2 separate regions of the Mus musculus genome follow, and region 2 is linked to region 1. Evidence: chromatin contacts called from public promoter capture Hi-C data. All regions are on one chromosome and are shown on one strand. Each heading gives the region's core, a stretch centred on a gene start, on an enhancer-like site or on the middle of the called end of the contact. The rest is flanking DNA. Distances are from core to core; before and after follow the strand shown. Region 1 overlaps Kcnma1 (potassium large conductance calcium-activated channel, subfamily M, alpha member 1). Region 2 overlaps Kcnma1 (potassium large conductance calcium-activated channel, subfamily M, alpha member 1).

Region 1 (3,581 bases), core at 274-2,773:
TTGCTATACCTCCTTCCACGTGCTCTTTCAATAAAAAGATCCCTTGCCAAGGCTCCCAGGAAGTATTTAAGAAAGATGCTTTTCTGTCTATCCTCAGCCTGTTACTGCTTCTTGTCAGCTCTCTTCCACATCCTTTCAGCCAGTTTGTCTTCACTGTTTCACTTCCACTCTGGTTTCTGACGTGGAGCTAAGGTTGGGATAATGGAGATGGAGAGTACCAGTGGATTTTGGGACTCAAACTTGACATAGTCTGAGTTTCTTGTTTTTCCAGTTGTAAACTTTATTTAGCCTATGAGAACACTGACTTTAACACCTATACACCAAGTTTAGCTGTGTCTTTCCCACTGCTTAATCACTGATACTATGGGAACTGGGGTTGAGGTGTGATACTTGGCACTGCAGTTAATGGCATCTAGAGCTGAGAGACTATCCTTTTTCTTTCTCTGCCCCAGACTTCTTGGCATAGCCTAACAGCTCTCAGTCTTAGATACACATTAGCATCATCTAGGGAGCCTTTGAGAGGCTCAAATCCTTGCTAGCCCAATGAAATCTCAATCTGAGAGTGTATGCCTGTGGCATCTTTACTCTCAAAATTCTCTTCAGGTGAATCAGATGCATGCAAGGGTTGAGAACAACTCTAAGTCCCTGGGGTTGCCCGGGGCCTGAATATACTTTCCTTTTGAGATCAGAAGAATTCTATTTTATTGCTTGTGGGCACAGGTCCAGATTTCTCATCAGTGCTGGGACAGGGTTTTATTTTTCCTAGATACCTAAGAGAATGTAGAGAAGAAATTGGGGTGGAAAAGATACTTGGTGGGTTGGACCAAGCATCACTTGAGATCTCTGCATCATCACATCCAACTTGAGGGCTTGTGCTCTATCTGTATGTCTGTGTCTGCATTTGTGTCTCTGACTCTGTGTCTGTCTGTCTGCCTGTTGTGTCAGATGCCTTCCTCTGTTACTTTCCACCTTCATTCTTGAGGCAATGATTGTTCCTGAAAACAAAGTTTGGAAATTGTCTATACCAGCTGGCTTGAAAGCCCCATGGGCCCTCCTATCTCATACTCCCAGCTATGGAATTACAGGTACTTTGCTTTTTATGTGGGTCCCACTTTCTTGTGCAACAAGCACGTTATCTATTGAGCCATCTGCCCCACCTCACAGGTTTATTGTTAAATGAGTCTTGAATCTCCTTGCATTAGTTTGGATTTTTAGAAGTTAGAATCAGGCTGTATTAAATGGCTTTCTTCTGAGCCTGCTGATTTTCTTCTTTTACATTTTCTGTTTCTCTTCTTTCAGCCCTCCTTACTTCCTTGCTGTCACACCCATGGACATGGGCAAATGAGCTCTGCTCGTCTGTTCGTCAAGCCTCCCAGCTCCTCCAGCCCCCCCTGTGCCCCACGCCTGAGAGGGTGGGTAGGCAGATGGCAAAACTTCCCATTCTGCCACTTAGGGACACAGGTGACACCAACTAATGTCACAGCAACAGGTGGGGAGGAGGTTTCAGAGCTGAGCTAGCAAGGGACATCAAATTCTCAGTGCCTCCTGGGCAGAATACCTCACCTGGCACCATGCTGTTGGCAGAAGGTGCAGCAGCTGGCTCTGCCTCAGCTTTTGGCCAAGCCAAGGATAATGTTGGGTGAGGGTGGGAGCTGTTGCATTGAGGGCAGATTTAGATTGTTTCACATCCCTTAGCTTGGTGACAAATGGGGTTTGGCCCATTGGCTTCTCTGATGCATGACAACTCATGTCCTCTTCCCTCTCCTCCTTACTGAACTCTCAAATCTCATCTTCAGATCCCACATTTAGGGAAAGTGCTCCTCGTAGGCTCTTTTGCAGCTCCAGCTACCTAGCTCACGACAGTTTTATAACCGTCTCTATAATCTTTCTGCCACATTGAGCTCTTCTTCCTTGACAGCAGAGCCCATTTCTCATCATGGGTATATGATCTTGGAGAATGCCTGGTACTGTCAGTATTTGTAGATGTGAGTGAATCTCATCTTAGTGGACAGCACCATTTAATTAATTGTAGATCTATCTTGCTTATCTATTGAATGAAAGACACTGGCAGTTAGGGTAAGCCAAATGATCACACAATCTGAAACATATTTCTTTAAGGCCTCAAAGCACTATCCAGGGGAATCTGAGAGAGGGCACAGTTTATCTGTCTTTTCACTCCTATTTGCTAAGTAAAAATGAGAATTAAGGTGCTATGAGCATCAATAATTATGAAATGCCTTTCACTGCCTCCCTCTTCAGTATCACTTCATCTACATAGGTTCTATCTAGCCAAGGCAGGGATGGTTGTTTATGGAAATGGACATATTACTTATGGAAATCGACATGTCTCATTGACCCACTATTGCCAAGATACCATATATCAAGGAGCAGTGTTGTATAGATCAGACATAAAGGTGAGTGGGTTATTGCTTGTTATTATGAACTCCATTCCTCATGCTCAGACTTCTTGCCAGTCAGGTTTAGAGGTCTGGGAAAGTGCCAAAGGGGTTGATCCAGGCCAGCATGGGATTAAAAGTCCTCCAGGGAAATCACATGTGCTAAGTGAGCTCTCTGAGGTTCCGGCGCAAGGTTGTGCTGGTCAAGGACAGCAAGTCGCAGGGAGTCTGGGTGAAGCCAGTGTGTGTTGCTGCCTCCCTTAGTTTAGATTCCATGTGACATAGTATATTGAAGAGAGAATGGGACTGACTGAGCTGACAATAGGGCTGATGGTGCCAGCATCCTCCTCCATCTTTGTGCTACATTGCTGTTCACTCTCAAGAATCCTGAGATAAAGGATATTCCAGATGAAAGGTGTGGGACCCAAGTCCTCCTTGTTAGAGTCATTTTCCCAAAGTCATGAAGATAGCAGGTGGCAGGATTGAGATTTGGTGACATTCTTGGCATTCGCCTTGCCCACTGACCCCTACTGCCTTAAGAGCCAGCTGCCTATCACAGACTTGACATTAGCTGTTGGCTGTGTGAGTTTTAAGTCACAACAGTTCCCACAGATACATTTTCTGTAAAATAGGGATATTTCTGGCTTCTTGCTGTTGAAGGAGGCTTAGAAGACTGAAGGAAGAAAGGTGATCAGCGAGGTCTAGGAAAGCTTAGGATAAGAAGGCCATTTGCACTTGCTGACTCCTAAGAGTTTTTGGGTCCTGGCTGACAGCCCACATTTGTCAAAGGTGTCTCCAGCCCTAGCTCTAGCATGGTAATCCATTCAACTTTGAGAGCTCTGAATCTCCTGTAATCCACAGAGGCTGACAGAGGGATGGTGAGGCAGCTGGAGGGGGGAGGTGAGTCTGTCCAAGGAAGATTTAGAACTACTCTGATATGATATAGATGGAAGTCACAGGGCATGCCACAGTTTTTAGAGGCATTGTGGCCTGTGTGATATCTACTTTCACCCATTTGAAGAAATGCTGAGTTCTTTTCCATTTTTCTTGACTGAGTTGGTGTGTAAACAAAGTTTCCACAGCTTTTGCTTTTGAGAAGAGAGTGGGAGGAGCTAAATATTAGAAAGAAGGAGAAAGGAGGCCATCCAGGTGCACTAGGGAAGGAGGGAAACCAGTTTCTTTGTT
Region 2 (3,595 bases), core at 855-3,354, 150 kb before region 1:
GAAGAAGAAGAAGAAGAAGAAGAAGAAGAAGAAGAAGAAGAAGAAGAAGACTCAATTCAGAGGTAGTTTTTGTTTGGAAAGTAGATTTTATTATTACATTTTTAAAATCAGAAGTCTGTTTTGCCCTTCCCCTGAGGCCTAGAGGGTTTAGACCGATACACTGACAGTATCTTAACCAAAGAGGCACTGTGTCTTCTGCTTTAATAGCATTGGCAGGAAACCTTGGGAAATTGAATGGAAAAGCCTACATTTCATGCCAATGGAATATAAACCATCATTATTAATCTCATCATTTTTACCAGGTGCCATCTTATTTACCTTATATTCTGCAGTCTTGGGGAATGAACCCAGGGTCTCACTCTACAGACGTTCTACCACTGCCCCCAACCCTTAAAATTAATATGTATATGTATGTGTATATGTTTATGTATGTCATTTTGACACAAAGTCTCTCTACACTATCCTGGCGGGCCTTCAGTAGATTCTGTACAGAGAATGTTTGGCCACAATTGTGATCTCCTTGCCTTAACCTCCTGCGTGCTGAGATTAGAGGTTGCACTGCCATGCTCCAGTGGTTGGACGGTAGGCCCATGATATCAGACATAATCAGTTCACACTGCATTGGAGATGCTTGGAGCTTTTGTACATATGATCTCATACAATCCTCACAGTGGCCTAGGAAGACAGTGATTATTATCATTGCCTTTCCCCAGGAGGGTAAACTGAGGAATGGTGACACTACCTGGCATGCCCAATGCAAAGGAAGGGTAACCAGTTGAGGGCAAATTTGAACTCAGTTAAGGATTTCCAACCCTCCTCTGAGTGTCCACAGCATGCTCCACAGAGATGTGACCTGTGGGGGTTCAATGTTTTCTTATAGAGCAGACTATATATAGGAAGTATAACAATATACTATAAATATAAGAATGTAGGCTGTAAGTATAAGGATGATCAAGTCAGATGATCAGTGGGTAAATCTGGGGTCTCAGTCCTCCAGAGAATCTGGGTTGAGGATGGCCAAGGGAGAGGAGGAAGTTTACACGGAGAGCTTCCTGGAGCAATGAACTAGGCACAAGGATCAGGTGGGTAGCCAACGGTAGGGACAGGCATTCTAGGAGAGGAAGGAGGAGAGAGGTAGGTGGCTTGAGGGCTGGCCTCAGTCTCCCCATCTTCCTCGGCATGAGTGCCCATGAATGAAGGGGTGCCGAGGTGGATTCCCCTCGGAAAAATGGTGCAGCAGAGAAGAGGCACGTCAGCTGTCAGGTGACACGTGGGAGTGTGTGGGGAGCACGCCTCATGATTTTCTCTTCTCCCAGGTGTCTTACTGCTGGGTTTTAATGGCAACACTAGGCAGGCATTGGAAGCTTGCTTGTGACATCAGTGCTGCTTGAAGCATCTGCTTTGCTTCCTAGGCATCTTCTAGCAAAAGAGGTCATCCTGGTGATCTTTGTGGGCACTTGTAGCTATGTGTGTGATCTAACCATGGTGGAGCACAGTTGGCGGCTGAGAAATCCATGCCACAGGTCAGACACGAATTGCATTCTTATGAGTCAGCTTCCGCCACACAGATAATTTGGGTTTAACTAGGACACACCTGACCTCAGTCTGCTTACAGGTGCAGTGAACCTGTTGTGTGGTCTCAGCGTCAGTCTGCCCTGATCCCTTCCTATGTGGGTGGTAGTGCCTGTTTATCACTCCTTCAGCCAGAGTGTTACAGTGAGATGCTCACTGACAGCTCCCTCTGATTTCTGAGCTCAGGGCAGAGAGGAGGAGCCTTGAATGTAACGGTTCTTTCCCTCCCACCTCAGTGAACCCTCTTCTGCACCAACTCCTCCATGCCCCCGGAGGATGTGCCACCTCTGCCCCCTCCAAGTTCATTTCTGTGTCAGGGCTGGTCCTTTGCCTATTGCAGAAAGGCAGTACAAGAAGCCTCTCAGATAGGGCGTGGGGTGATAACTTCCTGTCCTCTGAAGAGACCAGCCTCAGTCAGGGTAGGACACTGCAGATCCACTGTGCTGCAAGTGGGGAGGACCTGGGTGGGGAGGCAGAGATAGAGGCCGTGTGGGAGGGGAAAGAGGCAGAGATGACAGGATCCGTGAGTGAGTCACCAGCTTCAGGCTCCAGCTGGAGAGCCCCGGGGAGGGGGAACAACATTGCCTAATGCAGCAGGCAAGGGCCCAGCTTGGGTCTGCGATCTGCTCTTAGCGTGTGTGTGTGTGTGTGTGTGTGTGTGTGTGTGTGTGTGTGTGTGTGTGACATTCTCCTGGGGCATGGGCACAGAGGAGTGATCTGCCTTACACTTGGAAAGCAGAGGGAGGTGTAAGTGAGCACTCATACTACAGGCTTGAACGAACCATCCACACACAAGAGGAAGGTGCTAGTGTTGGTCTGTTCAGGAATGAAGAATCTGAGACCCTGCAAGGCTGAGCAAATAGAAGTCCCGAACAGTGGTAAAATACTACATGACTTAGCTCTGGCCCTGCTGAAGCCTTGGACTTCATCACCGCAGATGGTTGTCAGCCCAGAGCCAGCACCAGAAGCACCTGGGTGCTGGTTCTAGAAGAGTCTGAGTTATGCTTCCATGTGAGAGCTGTGCCAAGGTCTGAGGTTCCCTGTTCTGTACTCTCCTTACTCAGCTTCCTGGCCCAGTTTCTCCATCTGCAAAAGACTCTAGGAGCTTGGCATCTCTACATGTTCTCTCCAGACCACTGCTTAATTGAGTTTCCCACGAATGGCATCCTTCTCAGGCATCACGGCTGTATCTAGTTTGAGAACCTAGTTTAGGAAAAACAGCAGTAGGTGGAGAACATTCAGTGGTTTTTCTTTTGTCATCTGCTTTGTTGGTGTGGAAAGGCCCTGGGCTTCCAGATACTCATTTTGGATTGTACTCTTATTGATATGAAACACCCTGCATTCTCTTATGCTATATATTCATTGGAAATTTCTCTCTGTGTGCATTTATACATAGGCATATATAATGTGCAACACATGTATGCACATTCATATGGGTGCCTAAGTATGTGTACAGCTACATCATGTGTGCACAGATATACTCGGTGTGTGTGTGTGTGTGTGTGTGTGTGTGTGTGTGTGTGTATGTGTGTGTGTGTGTGTGTGTGTGTGTGTAGGACAGAGGTTTACTTTTGGCTTGGTTACTAAGGTACTGCCTACTGTCTCCAGCTTGATTGAGGAAGGCTTTCTTATGAGTCTAGAGCTTGCCTGGCTTGAGCAGCCTGGCTGGGCAGTAAGCTCTTGTCATTGTCTGCCCAGGGCTGGGATTATAAGGCATGTCATTATGCCTGGCTCTTTATGTCTGTTCTGGGGATTGCTTATCACTTATGATTTTGAGACAGAGTCATTCTCTGTGACCAGGCTGGTCTCAAACTCTTGACCTTCCTCCTGAGGCTGTACTGACTTGTGTATGCTCCTCTACCCTGCTTCTACACCACCCTACTTAATATCCATTGCCCTGGATTTTACTCGCCTTGACTCTAGTGCCCCCATTCTGGCACTTAGTTTTTGGCTGGCATATTTTGGGCTATTCTTTTACTTTCAACTTTATTTTATTGTATCTGTGCAGGATACAGGATACATT

The links. Capture Hi-C pulls out chosen DNA fragments and counts their contacts.
Region 2: a contact with region 1 is called in a promoter capture Hi-C map of pancreatic islet. The contact joins two enhancer-like sites. A contact is called at or near these places in 1 of 484 Hi-C or Micro-C datasets (nephron progenitors) and 2 of 9 other capture datasets (adipose tissue and pancreatic islet).

What each region holds. Positions count from the first base shown.
Region 1 is chr14:23,733,378-23,736,958 of GRCm38.p6, reverse strand. All of the region lies in intron 2 of Kcnma1 (potassium large conductance calcium-activated channel, subfamily M, alpha member 1), which reads left to right. Among named protein-coding and RNA genes, the nearest start is that of Gm51422, 85 kb to the right of the region's middle. Within about 2 kb of position 1,523, at least 1 of the 459 cell types and tissues checked has an H3K27ac peak or open chromatin away from gene starts, as enhancers often do. A contact at or near this core is called in pancreatic islet, where this site is marked.
Region 2 is chr14:23,884,245-23,887,839 of GRCm38.p6, reverse strand. All of the region lies in intron 1 of Kcnma1 (potassium large conductance calcium-activated channel, subfamily M, alpha member 1), which reads left to right. Among named protein-coding and RNA genes, the nearest start is that of Kcnma1, 120 kb to the left of the region's middle. Within about 2 kb of position 2,104, at least 62 of the 459 cell types and tissues checked have an H3K27ac peak or open chromatin away from gene starts, as enhancers often do. A contact at or near this core is called in pancreatic islet, where this site is marked.